Linked DNA regions of Gadus morhua: region 1 is linked to region 2. Evidence: chromatin contacts called from public Hi-C data. All regions are on one chromosome and are shown on one strand. The core of a region is the stretch at or near the end of the contact, and the rest is flanking DNA. Distances in the headings are between cores, read along the strand shown.

The links. A called contact is a pair of places that touch in the nucleus more often than the background predicts.
Region 1: a contact with region 2 is called in a Hi-C map of gill, with 4 times the contacts expected there. The contact joins the promoter of haao here to the promoter of zfp36l2 in region 2. A contact is called at or near these places in 2 of 6 Hi-C or Micro-C datasets (gill and heart).

What each region holds. Positions count from the first base shown.
Region 1 is chr15:16,651,304-16,657,253 of gadMor3.0, forward strand. It overlaps haao (3-hydroxyanthranilate 3,4-dioxygenase), which reads left to right and starts at 3,372. Exons shown (of 10, transcript XM_030379042.1): 1 at 3,372-3,660; 2 at 3,938-4,016; 3 at 5,105-5,188; 4 at 5,540-5,646; 5 at 5,877-5,950. The coding sequence starts at 3,572. trnai-uau (transfer RNA isoleucine (anticodon UAU)) reads right to left here and starts at 2,365; the gene lies at 2,272-2,365.
Region 2 is chr15:16,445,845-16,452,175 of gadMor3.0, forward strand. zfp36l2 (zinc finger protein 36, C3H type-like 2) reads left to right here and starts at 2,024. Exons shown (of 3, transcript XM_030378591.1): 1 at 2,024-2,322; 2 at 2,553-2,967; 3 at 2,970-5,430. The coding sequence starts at 2,275. The coding sequence ends at 3,769. It overlaps thada (THADA armadillo repeat containing), which reads left to right. Exons shown (of 38, transcript XM_030378590.1): 38 at 1-58.

The DNA.
Region 1 (5,950 bases), core at 2,122-4,621, 210 kb after region 2:
GTAGAGTAGGTCCTGTTCTGTTTGTTTCTTTTGCATGGTGAAATCCTCTCTATGGAGGCTTTAATATAAACAGTGTGCTGCTTGGTGAAACCTCTCTGAGCTTCGGTGCTTGTCTCCAGTTGCTTTCTGGTGAGCTCATGCTAACTGCATCTGGCTCACAAGTGCTCCTCAGAGAGAACCCAGAGCAGGCTCCCACTCCCATCCCCCCGCCTCCCATTCTCCCATGTGTCCTCCCACGCATCGCTCTCTCCTATTAATCAGCTTGTTTCTGTTCCCTCTGACAGACAATTATGTGATTATTAGACAGCAATTTTGACACGATGTTGGTGATGTAAATAATGTGTGTGTGTGTGTGTGTGTGTGTGTGTGTGTGTGTGTGTGTGTGTGTGTGTGTGTGTGTGTGTGTGTGTGTGTGTGTGTGTGTGTGTGTGTGTGTGTGTGTGTGTGTGTGTGTGTGTGTGTGTGGGGGGGGGGGTTCTATCTATTGAACAGAAATAAACACTTGGTCATACTTTACACACTTTACCGCAGCATTGGCCTGCTGAATGCCACAGGTATATTTTTAGCATTGGACTGAATGCCACATAAATATATTATTATGTTTTTGCATGTTTGCAACGTTTAAAAGTTCAGGGTATAAAGTTTTTTTTCTGAATATTAGGGTTAAGGGACAATAATGCTTATCATTATATGTTAGTTACCATGTCTGTGTACACATTTGTATGCAGTCACATGTAAATATAAAAAAACAAATGTTCCTATTGACTTATGATGGTCTAGCCATGCATGTTGTTTTATTGTTAATATGTCAATTTGTTTTTTATCGAAAATACTTTGTGCAGATGAATTATCCCCAAACTTGTCATCGTAACACCTTTGGAATAAACATGACTTAATATGGCAGATACCTGTGTATTGTTTATCATATGCAGTAAGAGTGTAACATTTTCAACTCAGTTCCTTGGTAGCACCTACTTACAGTAAAAATCACTTCTGATGGAGAAAATGATGTGTATGAAAAACACTTTTCTGATCTATTGTTACTATTATATTGTTTAAAATGTACGCATATATTAAAAAAATATATAGCATATAAAGTGGCTGGTAAAAAAGATGAGTGGCTGGTCGATTTTTAAATCTACCTGCCACAGTGGGCAAAATAGTTAATTTCCATCTCTGACACACACACACGCACGCACGCACGCACGCACGCACGCACGCACACGCACACACACACACACACACACACACACACACACACACACACACACACACACACACACACACACACACACACACACACACACACACACACACTAACATACTCATTGTATTATCATTCAAACATCCGGCAGAGCCAATCATATTCCAATGTTCAAATTATGGGAGGAAGCCCAACCAACCCGAAGCATTGACAGCAGCGACATCTATTGGAATGATAAAGTACAGCAATTTGTTTATTTTCCTTAATTTATTGCTGAGTAATTTTTGGTACACATTTTAATCTATTTCTGTCTGGCTTATGTCGCATTGTATAAAATGAAGAACGAATGATAGTCAGCTATAATAAGCTGAACTTATGACTCCAACCTATTATTTACATGATAATGTGTTTTATATACATTTATCATTTTGTTTATATATTTAGACAAAAAATATGTGTGTATGTCTGGTAAATAAAAACATAAAAAACAGATTATGAATTCTCAGAAAATAAATAACTATTGGTTATGCAAATGTTTTTTTCAAAGAAATGTGGGGAATAATTTAGCAAAAAAGATTGATGGAGAAATACTGCCTCCTATCGATAGTAAGAATAAACTACTATTTTAGCGAGTAGCCTAATTCATAGCGTCTCGATCTTACGATTTATATTTTATTTGAATAGCTTCAAGCAAATTAATAGTTGCTTAATTATTTGGTAATGAAATATATATCCATACAACAATTTACAATATTGAATATTGTGTGTATTTTAAACAGAAGATGGAATGGACTCCTATTTTACAAAACACAATAACGTAACATTACAGACTTAAACAATGAATCAAGCAATTTAACAATATCCGGGCATGTCATCATGTTTCACAATCAATACATAGGTGCTGAAAGAGAACGCTAAAAATGGCAAAGAACAGGGTACAATTACTCAGATTTATTCCCTGCGATTTTGTGAGATAACGCGTTTGGATTGTTAGCGTCAGCTATTTAACAGACATAATTTAAAATGGCATGGAATAAAAGGTTGATTATCGATGTTGCTAAAAAATCTGCTCCAGGTGAGGCTCGAACTCACAACCTCGGCATTGCTCTACATTGTACTGTCATATAAGTACCGCGCGCTAACCGATTGCGCCACTGGAGCTTCGCTGAAAGCCGGTCAAATTTAGCTTTATGAATGATTTATACATTGAAGTATCAGACCAATATTAAATTTAAGATACTATTGCCAGCTACTTCGTAATATAGCCTTGGTGTTGGACGCCAATGCTATAGATTTAACAGTTTCTACAACATGAATTTAACTTAATCTGTTGATTGCAGATGATGACGAAACATCATTATGCCTATCGTCTATTATAATTTAAAAATTACACTAGGCACACTCGGCATGAAAGTTTGGGGAAAATAAATATGTGATTTGCGTAGGTTCGTAGTCCTTAAAATCAGTAAGTGCGTGTGTTTATGTGTGCGTGTGCGTGTGTTCGCGTATGCAAGTATGCGCGTGTGCGTGTGTTGATTAGTTCAGCAGACACACAGTCGACATACACTCGGTAAACAGTCCAGGGTAACCTTTACCTTTGGTCTCTGTGAACCAAAGCCCTTCCCCCTTACACAACTTCTGCATTCTGGAATGTGGTTGTTATCCTACTATGGTCGAAAAATTATCGAGACTTCAAGGAACATCTTGCCCAAATGTTTGATGCCAGTGTGTGGCGTGATTTTTGGAAGGATGAGGCTGCATTTGAGATTACCGTTTATTCAAGTATGAACAGTCTGGCAAGCAGCTACAGTATGTGCACAGGAAGATTCAAACCACATGTCTAATGAGCCGCGTGTGTGTGAGAGTATTTATACAGCTGCTATGGTTATACATGGATCAAATGTTGTTTATATTGTTCATTTTTACAAATCTATACCAAACTTTAACTTGTATATCTGTATTTTTATACACAAACGTGATGACTTTGTCAGAGAGGGTCAATAAAATAAACTTGACACGAGGCATTTGCTAAATCTTTTAATGATTGAGTTAATGCTTTGACATTATACTAAAAACGAATTGAATTAAAAACAATAGCCAATGGCGGAATAAGGTGGATACTGAGAATACAGGGCGGGAAGATAATGAGGAACGGGAGTGACCCCGTAGTTTAGAGCGTTGCGATTGGACTGTTGGCATGTTGGGGGAAGCCACACAAGAGGACTATAAAGCACTTATTTGCTAACCAAATCAGGTGTTGCTGTTAGTGTTACTTCATGCAAGTGGTAAGAAAGCCTTTATCTTTCAAACATAGTCCTTTTCTAGCTCTTGTATTTTGTTGCAAACGCGTTGTTGTGGGTCACAATCATGTCGGCAGGTCCTCTGTTTGTCAACGTGAACAAATGGATCTTGGATAATGAGAATGATTTTCTACCACCAGTATGCAACAAACTAATGTGAGTAAAGTATGTTTCACTTCCTTAATTCAATGTAATGGATGACCAAACCTGATAGAAGCACATTGTTTATAAACTCACGTAACACATCCAATGACATGTAATTTCTGGCACTTTCTCCATCATTTTATGAAAATAAAAGTTGGCTTCTAGGCCTAGCTTACTTTTTGTTCTGTTGAAACATGTCAATGTTGTATCTCAACGCTAATAATTAACAGCGGGGTACAACGGTTGCGTTCAATGTGTATTGTAATGATTTCAACTCTCTGTGCCCCAGGCACCAACAGCAGCTGAACGTCATGTTCGTTGGAGGACCCAACACAAGAAAAGACTATCACATCGAGGAAGGAGAAGAGGTGAGAGAAAGGGCCCCGAGAACCCCCCTCCGCAAGAGACCCTCTCAGCTCAGTCAAGGCGCTCACCCAATTCAGAGGGCGTTATTAGCATAGAACATTCTAAAACAAGATCCAACTAAAGATAAAATAAAAAGGGATATGAAAAGTCTGACCATTTAAATATATAATATAATTGTCTGAAATACAATATAGTACCAATGTACAGTAAATGTACAGTAAACATTTCATACTATAATATAAGATAATGAGGTTATGGTCAGGAGAATTTTGAATAATCAAACATTTCCTGGAACTGAAATGCTTGTTTATTTCTCAGTTCTTTCTGTATTCAATCAATTAAAAATCTCACGATTTCCCTGAAACAGAATGTTGCAAATATTGACTTAAGTCTGTTCAAACAGTCCCCTCGAGCATTCCTTATAATCTGATGGGCCCAAAGTATCATGACTGTGGATGACTTTAATGGACATCTAGGTAGGCAGGAAAATGCATCTCAAAACATTAGATACCTGTGATAAGAACTAATATTATTTTGTCGTTATTTCGTCATTTAGTATAGATATTAAGTTGTTGATTGTTTTTTGATTTTATTTAAGTCATTAAGTAACTAAATATGATATAAAAGTATATATAGGGTTATATATATACACTGTACACATATTGTAGGCCTATAATATAATAAGCATAAGTTACTATCAGTGTGGGACAATATGCCTCAGATTTTTTTCTGATAGTTATCGTATAAATATATAATGGCCACTTCAATCCAGTTAATAAACACCGGCAATTCTGAAATATTTCACCTGCACACTGACATAATATTCATTGATGTGTTGATGACACTTGACAATATAATATCAATTCAGTTGATTTTCTTTACCGACCGATAGTTCTTCTCTCATTAAGATGGTTGGTTTAAGAATTTACTCAAGATATTTAATGCACTAATCACTAGAGGGGTTCAATATCACTGCACAAATCTGAACAACATTAATGACCCTCAAACAATAGCTTGTTTGTCTCAACCAAAATAGGCAGAAGAATTTTGGTCGCTGGTCTCTTATCACATCTTATTTCTGTCTTACCAGATCTTCTACCAGCTGAAAGGAGACATGTGTCTGAAGGTAGTTGAAAATGGAAAACACAAGGATGTGCACATCAAAGAAGGAGAGGTGAGTGTGTGCATGCATGTGTGGTTGGGTGCGTGCACGTGTGGTTGGGTTTGTGCTTTTGTGGTTGGGAGAGTGCTTGGTTAGTTGGCTGTTGTGCATTTGTGGTTGGGTGCGTGCGTGTATGCATGTGTAATTCGGTTTCGGTGTTACTCCTGATTATGCATCGCAAATTAAATCTTCAATCAAAAAGTTTCCGAACAATATTATGATGACATTAAGAGCTCCATTTTTAGAGTTTAGTCTAAACACTATCGCATTTACAGGCTAAAAATTAAATATTCCATGATTCCCTTCAGCACATTAGTACCGGCATCCAATCGATTGCTGGGCTGTTCTTATGCCCATATTTAGATGTTCCTGCTGCCGGCCCGTATCCCCCATTCCCCCCAAAGAGAAGCCAACACTGTAGGACTGGTGGTGGAGAGGATGCGGCTACCCACTGAGACGGACTGCCTGAGGTGAGCCACCTGCAAAGACTATGACCCTATCTGAGACTAGGTAATACCATGCATTTGCTATCTTTTAGCAACAATAACAATAACAAAATGTCATAATAATATCACTATTACGATATGTTTGCCAATTGACCTGTCAAATATGATATCCAATATCACATTCACTAGTATTTCATCAAATATGACTAGAATGTTTGAATTTAAAGTGGTTACGACATATTTTGTGGTTTCAGGTACTATGTTGACAATTCAACAGAAATTCTGTTTGAGAGGTGGTTCTTCTGTCAGAACCTAGGAACGCAACTGG
Region 2 (6,331 bases), core at 774-3,273:
TCTTTTTACATAATAAAAACTTTCTGAAGTTGATTGTCTGGCTAAGACGCAACAAAAACGTGTGTGTGTGTGTGTGTGTGTGTGCGTGTGCGTGTGCGTGCGTGCGTGTCGAGACCATTCTTCTCTCTGTATTCAGCATTGCTCATACACTGTTGCCTTGTGCTTTGCTTCCGCACAGCACCTGGGCCCCTGTCCTTCTCTATAAACGCGTACTCCTGGCAGGGCTTTAGCCTTCAGCCAACTACCTGAAGCACTACTCTAAGAGTGCTTAGAGAGAAGCTGTTATGAGGAACAACGGGCGGGTCGTTTCAGGTGAATGTATAATTGTATACGTTTCCAACTGTTGTGAGCTTGTGGCTGAATTTCACTGTTTATGTGAGCCGTTATTGTCCGGTTATATTTAATTTGCGCGCAGTGCTTCCTGGAGAGGGCAGGCTCCTCTTTATGATCCCCTCTAGTCTTCCTGCTTACATAATTAGGAGGACTGGACAATGGACCAGTGTCCTGTGTGTGTGTTTGTGTATGCACAAGGCCACATTTCCTGCCTGTGTAGATCGACGCAACTGTACTTTTTTGCCTCCCTTATCCTCTCAGAGCAGTGTTCAGTGTGGAAGAAGTGACGTAAGGTTTTGAATGCCTGGAGCTACCATCGCCAATTCTACATTTGTTGGAGCAAGTGGCCGGAGTCTGGGGGAGTGAGATACTGTTTCCTTTGGGAGTTTGACATGTTTTAAGGATCTCTCTTGCTGCATGTGTCTGTGCCTATAGTATTAAAAGTCATTCATCACGAGTGGCCCGAAAGCTGAAATAGGCTGAGGGCTGTTCCAACACTAATTTTAGGGTTGCTCGTAGTAGGATTCCAAGCTGTTATGTCATTTGTTTTTCACTCCATGCTATTTTTCCTGTTTTCCATCTCCTTACTCTCTTAACTGTGTATGACCACGCTGTAACTTATTGTTCTGTGTGGAAGACGCTTTGGGTTACCAAACATGTTGGAACTATATGACATCACAAGAATGCATGTACTTTGTTGAAATGCTTGTTTGTCTCCTACATCCTTAACTGAATACTGACTTTAGGATAAACAATGATGAATTCATTTCCATAAAAAAAGGTAAAGGTCGGTGTTTTCATGAAACTACACAAGTTGTTTTAACATAATGCCACTATCAGGGTTAAGATATTTTATTTGAATTGATATGCTTCTACAAAGCCCACCGCTCAGCAGGGGGCGCCCTTGACTGTCTAAATAAATGCAGAGTTCGCTCTGATGGGGGCAGTCTTGCTCCGCTCTGATATATTCCAGTGGAAACGCACATTCCTTCATTGTGCTGCAGAGTTAGTTGGAACCGAGTTAAGATTTTAGAAGTTTGAAAGGATTCTTAATAAGGCCATTTAATAAATCTGTTCACAATACATGTTGATACATGAAGTCTATATAATTTATCTATTTCCTCAATATTTGAAAGTTTGACCTTATAAAAACCTACAAAAATAGGTAATGTGAGTCGAGAAACGTATTGGTCCGTGCATAGTTGGCCGAAGTGGTTACTGAGTCCGAGAGTTGATTACGCAACCACGGACTTCTAAATATTCTCCTGCACTCTGTCTGTACACTTTACCCTTCATACTTGTGGTCTCGCAGAATCCACTGGCGGGGGGTTTGTGTGTGTGTGGTGGCGAACGGGTGAGAGGGAGCACAAACTCTTCGTCCACAATAAATGTTTTTCTTCTGAAATGAGAGTCCATTCAATTTAACAACATACTTTATTTGAGTGACTCATTTCACCGCTTACTCGAAATCAAACCCAACTTCCAATCCGTTGGGTGATATGACGGGGGAAAAAACAACTGAAAAAGGGAGAGCTGGCATAGGGTTTCCACAAAGGCGTGGTGTAAAAATAGGCGGCCCGCCACCAGTGAATGGAAGACTTCGGGGAGGTGGCGTGTTCAGAAAAGAGCCCCACATAAAGTTTAACTACAACTCCACAAGGCCCCTCCCACCTTGTGTTTATATACATGTGCAGGCGGAGAGCGGTCAGTGAAGCACTCTGGTTCAGCGCTTCTCAAAGGGGACAAGCGACTCGATCATAACAACCTGAAACTACTTCTCCCCGTCTGTCCTTTTTTTTTTCACTCGCTGCCAGTACTGGACTTGCACATCAATATTTAAGACTTCAAATACACCAGTCGTGGCACATTCTGCGCCAGTCGCGTTTAAGGATCCTGGTCGATCCTCCATGAACGAGAGAACACGACAGTAAACTTTTGGAGATGTCTTCTATTTTGTCCACGTTCTACGACATTGAGATGCTTTACAAGGTATGCATTACAAACCATTCATTCCACCACTTCAAATCGCGGTGCTGGTTAACAGTCGTAACTTGGAATGCATGCCTATTTTCTTGCATCGCAGCCCTTGTGCTGATCATTAAATTCAGCTAACCTGTGGATTTTTGCAATGTCACGTGAGGCTTAGCCCACACTAGTTTATTTCAGGGGAAGGTGGCAAATATTGTAACTGACTTCCACGTTTTCTTCTTTCTCTCCAGCAACAGGAAAAGGGCTTGAACATGAACGCCATCCACATCAACAGCCTCCTGGACAAGAAGGCGGTGGGCGCTCCGGTCCCCACCTCGAACTCCAGTCACTCCTTTTCGCCGGGATTTTTCCGCAGAAACTCGATGAGCAACATGGACTTGATGAACAACGGCAACAAGTTCCCCGTGAGCGCGTACAACAGCCTAAAGGAGAATATGGCAGGCAGCAACTGTGCCACGGCCCTCATGAACAAGGAAAACAAGTTCCGTGACCGCGCTTTCAGCGAGGAGAGCGTGGATCGCAGCTTGGACCGCAGTCAGGCGCTGCACAATCTGCAACAGCAGAAGTCGGGCTCGCAGATCAACTCGACCCGCTACAAGACCGAGCTATGCAGGCCCTTCGAGGAGAACGGCGCCTGCAAATACGGCGAAAGTGCCAGTTCGCCCACGGCTACCACGAGCTACGGAGCTTGTCTCGCCACCCCAAGTACAAAACCGAGCCCTGCCGCACCTTCCACACAATTGGCTTCTGTCCGTACGGGCCCCGGTGCCATTTTATCCACAACGCCGACGAGCGTAGACCGGCCCCGGCCAACGCCAACGTGCAAGGGGAGCCCAACAATAAGTCTGCCCGGGAGCTGTGCGGCTACGGCCAGCGGGACACCATGTCACACCAGTCCAGCTATAACCAGAGGGAAAGACCAAAGCTCCACCACAGCCTCAGCTTCTCTGGATTCTCATCCCACCATGGCCTCGACTCTCAAATGCTCGATGGCCCCATGTCGCGCACCCCACCACCGCCTTCATCTACGTCCTCGTGCTCTCCGAGCTTCTACGAGGACGCGCTGTCGCCCAACTCCATGTCCTGCGTCAACAGTGCCTTCAACTTCCAGGGACAGGACTTAAAAGCCCTACTGGCCCCTTTGACCGTGCACAACCCAAACGCCTTTGCCAACCACTCCAACGGCGCCTTCTATGGGAACCTCCAGAGCAACATGTGCCCGCCTTCACCCACCTTCAACATGAGCCACTTGCAGTCCATGCGCCGCCTGAACGAGTCGCCGGTGTTCGAGCCTCCCTCCAGCCCGCCCGACTCCCTCTCCGACCGGGAGAGCTATGCGAGCGGGTCCCTCAGCTCCTCTGGGAGTCTCAGTGGCTCCGAGTCACCGAGTTTGGACGCTGGGAGACGGTTGCCAATCTTCAGCAGGCTGTCGATTTCCGATGACTAAATCATTCTATCTTTTGTTCGTGCTATCGGCAACGGATGAGAACTATCCATATTCTGGCATTAGTTTTGTTTTCTATGTAACATGATAGCTGTATAAAGTAGATAGCAACAGAAGGCATTCCACCAGTGCCTTGCCTAAGGGCTGTGATTTAGAAACAGCCCCCTTGCTCTATCAGGCAAGACACACTTTTCCTTGGATAGATGTGTAAAATGACTTGACAAGTTGAGACTGTAAGCGGTTTCAGATTTCTTCCATCCTGCCAAGAATATGCCTTGACTCAAAGTAAAAAAAAAAAAAAAACTTTTTTTTTTTACCTGAAAGCTTCAATTTCCATTCCAGAACTGAATTGTCTCATAGCGCCACCCAGTGGTTTGTTTGGTTAGTCTAATTTGTTGCTTGGTTTAAAAAGCACTCGAGTTTGGTCGGTTTGGGGGAAATCACTGCTGATGGTTGGATCTATATATATTTTTTTTTTAGCTGTTCGAGTGATTACATAGCGGTGCTGACTTGCTATGGACTATTTAACTTATTTATTATCTTGTGAAAAAGTATAGGCTACATTGGTAATTTGTGACCATACTGTATTTATCAAGTATGATGAAGCAATAGATCTATATTCTTTTATGTTTAAATTATGATCGCCATTATTAATCTGCATAAAGTGGAGTGTATGTTTCTTTCACAGTAATATATATATATATATTTTGGTTGTTTTTCCTCTTTTTTTTTTTTTTTGTAACTTCACTTAGTTATTTTTTATTGTAAATGAGTAAAAAAAAAAGATCTTAATTTAAGAGAACGTATGTGATATTTATTTCATTATGTTTCCTTGTTTACGTTAAAGTTTTTGGTGATTGCTGTTTACTCTGGAGGTTGCATGATAGTGCTGTTGGAGGATCCATTTTTTTTCCTAAAGACATTTTTCTCTTCTGTAGAATGTAAACAGTGTGTTTGTACAGACCGTCCAAACCCTACCATCTTTACCATTTTTTTTTTCTTCTTGCGTTTAGACCAGACTTCAATAACCAAGAACCCAATTCAATAAATCAACCAAAATGTATTTAAAATAATAATAATTTCTCGTTTTTGTACGGGGGTGACACTGTGATTCTAGCCATGTGCTGAAGAATGTAGCAATCCCTTGTGCCCAAGTATTATTGTTTTTTTTCCAGTGCCTGGGGTTCACCATCTTGACCTGCCTTAAGATTAACCAAATAAAGTATTTTCCTATATATGAAATCCTTATTTTTACACAAGTTGTATTGAATGTAGATTACTTTGGGCATATTTTTTGTCATTTATTTGAAGGTTGTTACCACTCAAAGAAACTCTGGAGTGACAACAGTAAACTTTTCTCCCCATTCCTCAACACTTATCTTTTAGTTTTGTTTGACATGAAATGTAGTCTTGAGTTTTTTTGCTACAGGATCGGCGGGGGTTTAAGACATGTTTGGTTTGTACATAGTAGGTACATGGCGATGCGCACTATCTACTTTTGACTACTTTATCAGAAGTAAAGCTTTTTGAATGTGACGAAACGGACAAATGACAACACAAGTTCTATTCGGGACGGGGGCGATTCACTACAAACTGAGCTTGAGACTCTTTGTGCTGTACATTTATTTTGTAGTTTTGTCCCAATAAAATCATTTGAAAGTTAACACCCATCTCCATATTCTTTAAAGCTTGCTTTTGGGGTTTCATCATGCTGTTTATTCACAAATGGAATATTATGTTTCTGAAACTGTCCTTCTGATCATACTATATATTCTCACCACTAATGAACATCCAAACGATCAAAACGATGATCTTCAAACATGAGACTGGAGGTTTGCTGTGGCTGGCGTAGCTTCGGCCAGCGGGCTGTTAGGATTACCAACCCCACTGGTTGGTGCTATGTCACGGCCTGTCAATGTCCTGGGTCGTTTCCCCGAACAAGAAACACACTCCCTGCGCTGCTCGCTTCAGAAGGGAAACCGCAATGGATGTGGTCATCTTTATTGAACAACTCCTAATGAGCCCATCCAAAGTATGAAACAGCATGCCAGGCTTCATCATCACACATGGAAAGCTTGTGCAACAGCATAGCAAGTGCAATTGAATGAGTCTCAACACAATAACAAATGAATCCCATACCATAGGGCAATTGCAATAGCCTCAGGTCCATGTCTCAGTGTATCCAGGCAAAAGTTTGGGGATAAGTGATTTTTTTGTCTGGGTTGCTCCTGCCTTCCCCATCCTCTGACCTAGTGAACAATGGCATCTATTTAGAAAAAAAAACAGAAAGCTATTGCCATTATGCCGTAGGGTGGAGGAACTCACACACCCAACAACCTTAGATTCAATGAGGTGGTCTTTTTGTCTCTCATAGTCTGTGGACTAAAGCAGATCTGCTCTGTAAGAGACTGACCATACTATCAAGATTGTGGTAGTGTGTTTTGTGTGTGAACGGTTTCCATAGCATTGCCTGGCAGATTGTACAATTCCTTTATTCCTCACTTCAAACGTCGCTGGGAGAGATATAGTATTCTGCCAATGCGGAAGAGGGCCCTATGCCAGCAT